Regions from separate parts of the Drosophila melanogaster genome. Here region 2 is linked to region 1. A link is a contact called in public Hi-C data. All regions are on one chromosome and are shown on one strand. Each heading gives the region's core, a stretch centred on a gene start, on an enhancer-like site or on the middle of the called end of the contact. The rest is flanking DNA. Distances are from core to core; before and after follow the strand shown.

Region 1 (3,588 bases), core at 57-2,556:
ACCAAATTAAACCCTTGGGCTTGTACGAGCTGGACATGCGACTGATCAGCAATGTCTTCTCGGCGGTGGCCAGCTTCCTGCTGATCCTCGTGCAGGCCGATCTGTCCCAGCGCTTCAAGATGCAATAGCTAATCGATGTTACCCACCTGGCTGAACTGCATCAGATTCCCGGACTGCGGGGAATAATATTAAATAGTTAGTAAGCTATAGCTTTGCACATTAAAAGCACAACTCACGTTTAATCCCTGCAAGAAGGCCATGGGTTCCGTGGTCCTGGAATAATAAAAACAATAATAGTTAGCAACCAGGCAAACCACATGTGACCACGTGACCAGGTACTCACAATTCCGATCCCGATACCTCCACCGTTTTCGGAATATCCTCCTTGATATCGACCTCCGTGGAGTCATCCTCGGAATCAGTGCTAAAGTGTAAAAGGGAAATAAAAACTTAGTGGCAAACTGCGCCTTGGCTGGATAAACAAACACAAACAAGTTGGCCGCGCGAATGATGCAAGTACAAGCGTGTTGCTACATGCAAGGTTTCTACTGTTCGATCATCAATTTGTTGCCGCACTGTACCTTTCTTTGTGCCACGACATTGGCTGTGATATATACATCTTAGTCGGCTATATCTGATCAAGCGATCTTGTTGGGGAAGGAGGCTAAATATTAAAAATTCGCTAACAAAAAACTACAGAATCGTAGTGGCCACCGACTATTTGGATTTTGCCATTCGCCACGCAGCGCGAACAATCGCCGTAGCCAATGTTTATCGATTGGAGCGCGTGTTTTGAATTTGCTCACCCCTTGTGGCAGACGAATTTGTTGCATGCATTAATTTTGTTATTGCCATCGGAATTATTGTTGGCCAAAATTTCCAGATTGTTCGTGAACTGCATCATGTTGTTCGTGTTGTTGCCTCCGTAGGCTGGATCCACAGGCGTAGCCAGGTGGGCATATTCGTTGGATTCGTTGCCAAAACTCTGCGGCAAGTTGAAAGCTCCGTTGCTGGAGACCCGAACTGCTGACTCTGCAGAAACTTCGTTGCCGATATCCCAAAAATCCAGGAACTCCTTGAAAGCTTCAAAAATTGTGCGACTATTGCTACGCGAAACAATCGAAGTGTTTCTGCAAAAAGGCGCAACATTATTTTGTTGGGTAAGACCGAATAAAATATCTCCGCTCACTGGTTAAAAGTCAAGCTAAACGACGCGGACTTGTGAAGACTCATGGCTGTGCACTCAAATAAATAAATTTTATTTAGCAGTTGCGATTTGTGTCCGCAAGAATCTTCCGTGCTCCAGGGATGTCAACTAACCGGAAATTGGCTAACTTAATGTCATATATCCATGGCTATCGATAAGCTATCGATAAGGATTTGGCCGAGTGCGAACAGTGCTGCCCATTGTGCGGCAAGTTAGAATTTCTGTTTTGAAATTTTTTCAATACTTCAATCTATTTATTAGTTTGCAAATAACGCGCCGTATGCAGCAAATTGGTTTCACTGCACAGCCCTTTGAATGGTCGAGCAATGTACCGTATGATTTCTGGCTCCTACAAAAAATTAAGTTTTATTTAATGGTGAAATTCCAAATTTTAGTCAAACTAAATTTCAATTAAAACGCACGAATTATACAAAGCTTAGGCAGCTACGGCATACGGATATATTTACAATTCTAAAAATGTACATAAAGCGCTACTGGCACAAAAGTCTTTCTCTACAGCAGACATATGATAATGCAGCTCTAATATTTCTCAGTCGTCACTTCGCTCGGCGGCGGCGACTCATTTGTTCGATTTTGAACATCGGTCACGGTGGTGAGGTCAGAGCTCGAGGATTCCCTCGAATGCCTGGGGAGAAATGGAAAACAGCACAGCAATAATGATAAGTGTACAGTGGAGATGACATAATCGTAGATTAAGTATCATATTCACACAATGTTTCAATCACCTGTAAAACACATAGTGCTGCAGCATGAAGAACACATCGAAGAGCACGGAAAACAGACCCAGTCCGAATTTGGTGGGATCACCGAAAATCGACACCCAATCATCTGGAAACCAGACACGATTTCATTCGAAAATCACAAATTGATAGACTATATCCTACCGTAATTATGAGCATTCAGAATCATTTGCAGCATGCTCAGCGTTCCTCCCGTGAAATCCAGCAGAATGTTGCCGATGCTCCAGCCGGAGGTGCTCTTCCGGCGATAGTTCATCAGAGCTTGCGGCACGTACTTGATGATGGTAATGGTTAGCTTGACGTAACTGCAGTAGTACAGAAAGTCCAGCCAATGGATGACGGATCCTCCGGCCAAACCGGCAGACACGACGACCACCACGGCGAAGATGGCCAATATTCCGTAGGCAATGAACGACACCCTTTGCTGTGCTCTCTGGACAAATTTAACAAAGTATGGATGTTTTACAAGTCAAAACCTTATCTACTCTTCATATCGTAACTATCCGCTGTGATTCAAATGATTTGGCATTTTGATTGATGGCAATTAGTGTTCAATGCGACAACTGTTGCCACTTCGGCGATAAGGCTATTGAATGGTATTTGCTATATATATTATTACCTGATAGAAAAAGCACTGAAGGATCGTAATGCAGGTGGCGAACATGGCATGCAGTGAGAAGACCACGTCGTTGAGCATCACAGGATTCACTCCCAGCGGATATCGCACCTCGTACTCGTTCTGCAGATCCTCGATGAAATAGAGGCCGCAGTTGAACATGCTGTACAGGGTGAAGCCCACGATATTGAGGGCCAGGAAATCAAAGTTCAGTCCCTCGACGGACTTGCGGCGATAGTTGCTCCAGATCTGCGGATAGAAGGACACCGACCAGGCCACAAAGTAAACCCAGCCAAAGATGATGGAGGTGTAGATCAAAGCTCTCGATTTGGCCACAGTCACGCGTACGAACACATCCTTCACACTGGAAAATAAGTGAATTTTCCAATTAGGTACGGGAACAGTTGGGATTCCCGTGAAGTTACTCACATCTCTTTGTTCGCATCATCGCTATCTGCGACCACTTTGACGTTGCCGGCTTTGAGGCCAGTTATCACCACCGACTGATTTCGAGTACTGCCCGCTGGATACACAAACGTTGCGGGATCGAGGAGCAAATGATCCTCCGAATCTGTTCCCAGCGCAACTTCCACGTCGCTGTCTAGCAATCCGCTGTAATGGGCACAATAGATTTACGATGCCATATGTTTTGGATTTGGATTTCCCGGCAATGGCAACTCACTTGGCGAACACCAGAAAAGTCTCGTTGCTGTTCAGCAGAACGGTGATGTCATGGGAATCGACGGTGAGCTGACTGCTTTGGGCATTTCCCAGGGCAACTGTGGGCAGGAGAAATTCCCTCATTATTAGATCGCAATATCTGGATTGCGATATCTCACCTGTGGCCAGGAGGAGGAGCAGCAAAGTGGTCAGGCGGTGTGTGCTGAAATCCATTCTGCTTGCGTTCAACGTTCAACTTATTCATGCATGAGCATCCAGTCCTGCTGGCATCTTCTTCAATGAAGCCCTATATGGTATTGTATTGATTCAATTGTGAATTACTT
Region 2 (3,634 bases), core at 1,046-3,545, 280 kb after region 1:
GTGTCGCTACTAAGCCATGTAGAAATCATGTATAAAACAAAAAAATACGTTTTGATAAACTAATTAAACTATTCCCGCTTTTAAAATAAAACAAACAAAAGTCAATTAGTTAAGTCAAAATACGCAAATGTTTATTATACTTAAAAACCATTTATTTAAATGTATATGTTCATATTTATGCAGCACATAGTGTATTTGATAAGGAACTGATATTCCATTTATTCCAATAGTTTTACGACACAAGCAAATCCCAAAATAGAAATTATTAAACAGAAAGCTGATAAGAAAAGAATTTATTTTGCTGTGCTGCTTTTTCTCTAATGAAATGTTCAATTTAATATATCAGTCTGGCAAATACCCTTACCTAATAGTTAATTTAATGCAACCAATTTGTGTAAGTTTACATTCCCCTATCATCTTGTTACCTTGGTAACCAACAATTGAGAAGTGCTTCTTGTGTCTTTTTAGTTTCCGATACTTCAAGGTGTAGGCTAAGTGCATTATAATATTAGAGTGTCTGCTACACCACCCTCCCCTTTTTGCCCTTTGCCGCCCAAAAACACCCACCTTCACCGATAACGAGCACTTCTTATCAGCCAGCCACAAATATTTGTTCTTCGTCCAACTCATTGGTTATTTCTTGAGCTCCAAGTTGTTTGGAGCATTGGAAAGTGAGTTTTGCGTTTGGTAAAGTTCAAATTGCTGAAGGTCGCACGCGTGAGAGGGTTGCCTGATAAGTTTTGTCACCCTGATTATTGTGCTGGGTCAGTTGTTTATGGCTATATTAACTCTTCTGCTGCTGCTTCTTTTTTTATGCTCGCCCTTTCTCTGCGGCATTACAACATTTCGGAGCGTGCTGATTAGCCATGGACTGGGCTTTATAGCGGCTCGGAAAATCCCAAGAAGCAACAACTACAACTATTACAATAAATGCTGCTAATTTGTCCATGGGATGCACTCAATTTAGACACATCCGTTCTACACAGCCAGAAAAAAATGGGTACATTTATGTACATACATATGTGTGTAAATAGAAAGAGAGGAACGCGCTTTTGTTTTGATAACATTGTTTTCGCCGTGAATGAATGGGTATGGAAATAGAAACGTTGAGGGAACGTGATTAGATAAAGTCTCTATGTCTTTTGTAAGCTATTTACATATTTGAATATATACACAGAGAGAAATTAGGCACATGTACATGTACTAGACTTAATTTACAACTTGAATTGTAAAATTGTAATTTTTTCGTATTACCATACTAATAAATGGCATAATTTTAACACTCAGCCTAACTTTATTCATAATTTTGCATTCATAAATCAGCAATAAGTTCGAATACTAATTACCCAAGCATTAGCTGCATAAAATTGAAAAAAAAATATGGAAATATCATTGGTGCTAAAACGAATGCCATAATGCACCGAATTATACCGTCATAAAGGCCTCAATTCAAATGAATCAAAAAAGTTCTCGCGCGATTAATTCCAGGCGAAACAACAACAAAAATCAACGTCGGGCTATCAAAATTTATGAATGAATAAAGCAGAATCAGGCGAAAACCCGACAAAAGGCAAGACAGAGGAAAATAAAAAAAAAAAGTATTAATAAAAAGGCAAGTAAAATAAGCAAACAAAACGAAAATCACAAATAGTAAGTGAGTACAAAGTGGCGTGCATATGAAATATAAAGCAGGCGATATAGCCCACTACAAACGCACAAATCCACACACACTCACACACACACATGTACATATATGTATGTATGTACCTCTGAATATGAATGAATGAAAAATTGTAGAAGCAGCACAACCGCAACACCAACAACATAAGTTGTTAACGCAGCAGTTCCACGAACTAAAAAAACAAAAAACCAAAACCCCAAAAAAAAAACACCAACGACAACCACAGAAGACGGGAAAAAAGATCTGTGAACAAGAAATTTGAAAGGTAACAAAAAACTGAAATTAAAACAAAAACTTAAAATCAGAAACACGAGCAAGTGTGTGTTGGCAACTCGTTTTCCAGTTTTCCATTTTTCCACATGCAGCAGCTGCCCACAAATTGTGCGTGGAGTGTTGGCGAAGAGGAGGGGAGTGGAGTGGAGTGTTGGAGTGGGGTCTGGAAGGGGGTGGTGCCTGGAATGGTGGGAAGGGGGGGAGTTCAAATTATGAATAAATAAGTAGTTGGTCCAAGAGCAAACAGCTAAAAATCAAAGCAAATACACAAAAACAATGAAAACAAAACTGGGATGGCGAAGAACATTTTGTAGTTGAAGTTAAGATACCCTTGCTGGTATTAAAACATTTAACAAAATAGTAGATTGGCAATTAGATTTTTCGAAAAACAAAGGCTTTTGTTCAATACGAATTTGGTTTAAACATTCTTAAAAGTATAGTTAAGGTTAGTTTTCAAGATTTTTTAGAATTTCAGCGACTTGGTTGCAAAATCCCAACTAAACCATAATACCCTACACTACACTGCAGGGTATAAAAAGGCAACGACGACTGCAGTTGGATTTCGAGCCAAAGTCGACGCGCCCACGGGCAGCGACAGAAGAAGAAGAAGATGAGAAGCTGGAGCAGCGATAAAAGAGGAGCCCCAAAGACAAAGCCGGAGAACAAGAAGAAGAGTAAGAGCCGGTTTGCAGGAACAAGCCTAGAAGAAGAGGAAGAAGGAAGAGGAGCACTGGTGGAGTGGAGGAGGGGAGGGGGCGACGGGGCAATGCAGGCACACGCAAAAAAGGAAGGAAACAAACATCAAGCCCCAATGACAGAGGAAGCAACCACAACAACAACAAATGGCCGTGGAAGAAGGGGAGACAGCGGCAACAAGATCCACTCGTCGCTGGCTCTTATCCCCACTCCCATTCCCAATTCCATTTCCATTCCCCCATTCATCAACTGCATTTTAATTCTTTTTTGGTTGTCTTTGCGTTTTGTTTTTTTTTCTTCGTTTTATTATTCGAGAACCAACTAGTTTTGTTGTTTTTTGCTGCCTGGCGAGTATGAATGAAAACGAACGTGTTTCTTGGAGAGCGGGAGCCCCAATTTGAGAGCGGGAGAGCGCTGGGGAGCAGCGGCGCCGGCAGCGACGTCGACAGCGCGGGGATGAATGAAATGAGCAGCAAAATGAATGAAAGTTGTGGGGCTCGCGCAGTCAACGTCGCTGCCAGCGTCAACGTTAGGCTCTCCCGATCTCTCACTCTCCCACTCTCCTTGTGAAGAGAATTTGTATATTTTTTCTACTTTTTATACAAATCATAGCGCACATATTTAATAAGCGAAAATATAATTTGCTTTATTTATTGTTTCGTTTGGTTCATTTCGTTTCGTTTTGTTTCTTGTTATTTTCAAAGTTTATGATTAATGAGAGATGATTACGGCGTGTGAGTGTGCGTGCGTGAGTGTACTTTTGTATCTGTGTGCGCGTATAATTAAAATAAGGGCAGCCTTTTGCATACACTTGCAAAAAAAGGATTTTTTTTATTTCTGCTAAGAAAAAATTGTTTTTGCACTGTTTTAGTCATTCCAATTGCAGGAGTCCGAAATGGTTTTAAACGTACAATATGATTACGTTATTATATTTTTAATAAACGATTTCCCAAGGTTTTATGCATTTTAAGTACATTTAGATTT

What was found. A called contact is a pair of places that touch in the nucleus more often than the background predicts.
Region 2: a contact with region 1 is called in a Hi-C map of the Kc167 cell line, with 2.6 times the contacts expected there. The contact joins the promoter of lncRNA:CR46090 here to the promoter of p53 in region 1. A contact is called at or near these places in 6 of 107 Hi-C or Micro-C datasets (the D17-c3 cell line, the Kc167 cell line, eye imaginal disc and 1 more) and 1 of 6 datasets of contacts at active chromatin or transcription factors (the Kc167 cell line).

Annotation. Positions count from the first base shown.
Region 1 is chr3R:23,052,776-23,056,363 of dm6, forward strand. It overlaps p53 (p53,), which reads right to left and starts at 1,307. Exons shown (of 9, transcript NM_206544.2): 1 at 1,190-1,307; 2 at 807-1,130; 3 at 344-424; 4 at 237-273; 5 at 147-173. The coding sequence starts at 1,233. Gr94a (Gustatory receptor 94a) reads left to right here. Exons shown (of 1, transcript NM_170046.1): 1 at 1-128. The coding sequence ends at 128. It overlaps Ctns (Cystinosin), which reads right to left. Exons shown (of 8, transcript NM_176543.2): 2 at 3,424-3,551; 3 at 3,267-3,363; 4 at 3,014-3,196; 5 at 2,588-2,948; 6 at 2,113-2,401; 7 at 1,954-2,056; 8 at 1,635-1,853. The coding sequence starts at 3,478. The coding sequence ends at 1,748. It also overlaps asRNA:CR46089.
Region 2 is chr3R:23,331,508-23,335,141 of dm6, forward strand. It overlaps lncRNA:CR46090 (long non-coding RNA:CR46090), which reads right to left and starts at 2,296. Exons shown (of 1, transcript NR_133438.1): 1 at 1,997-2,296. All of the region lies in intron 3 of pnt (pointed), which reads right to left.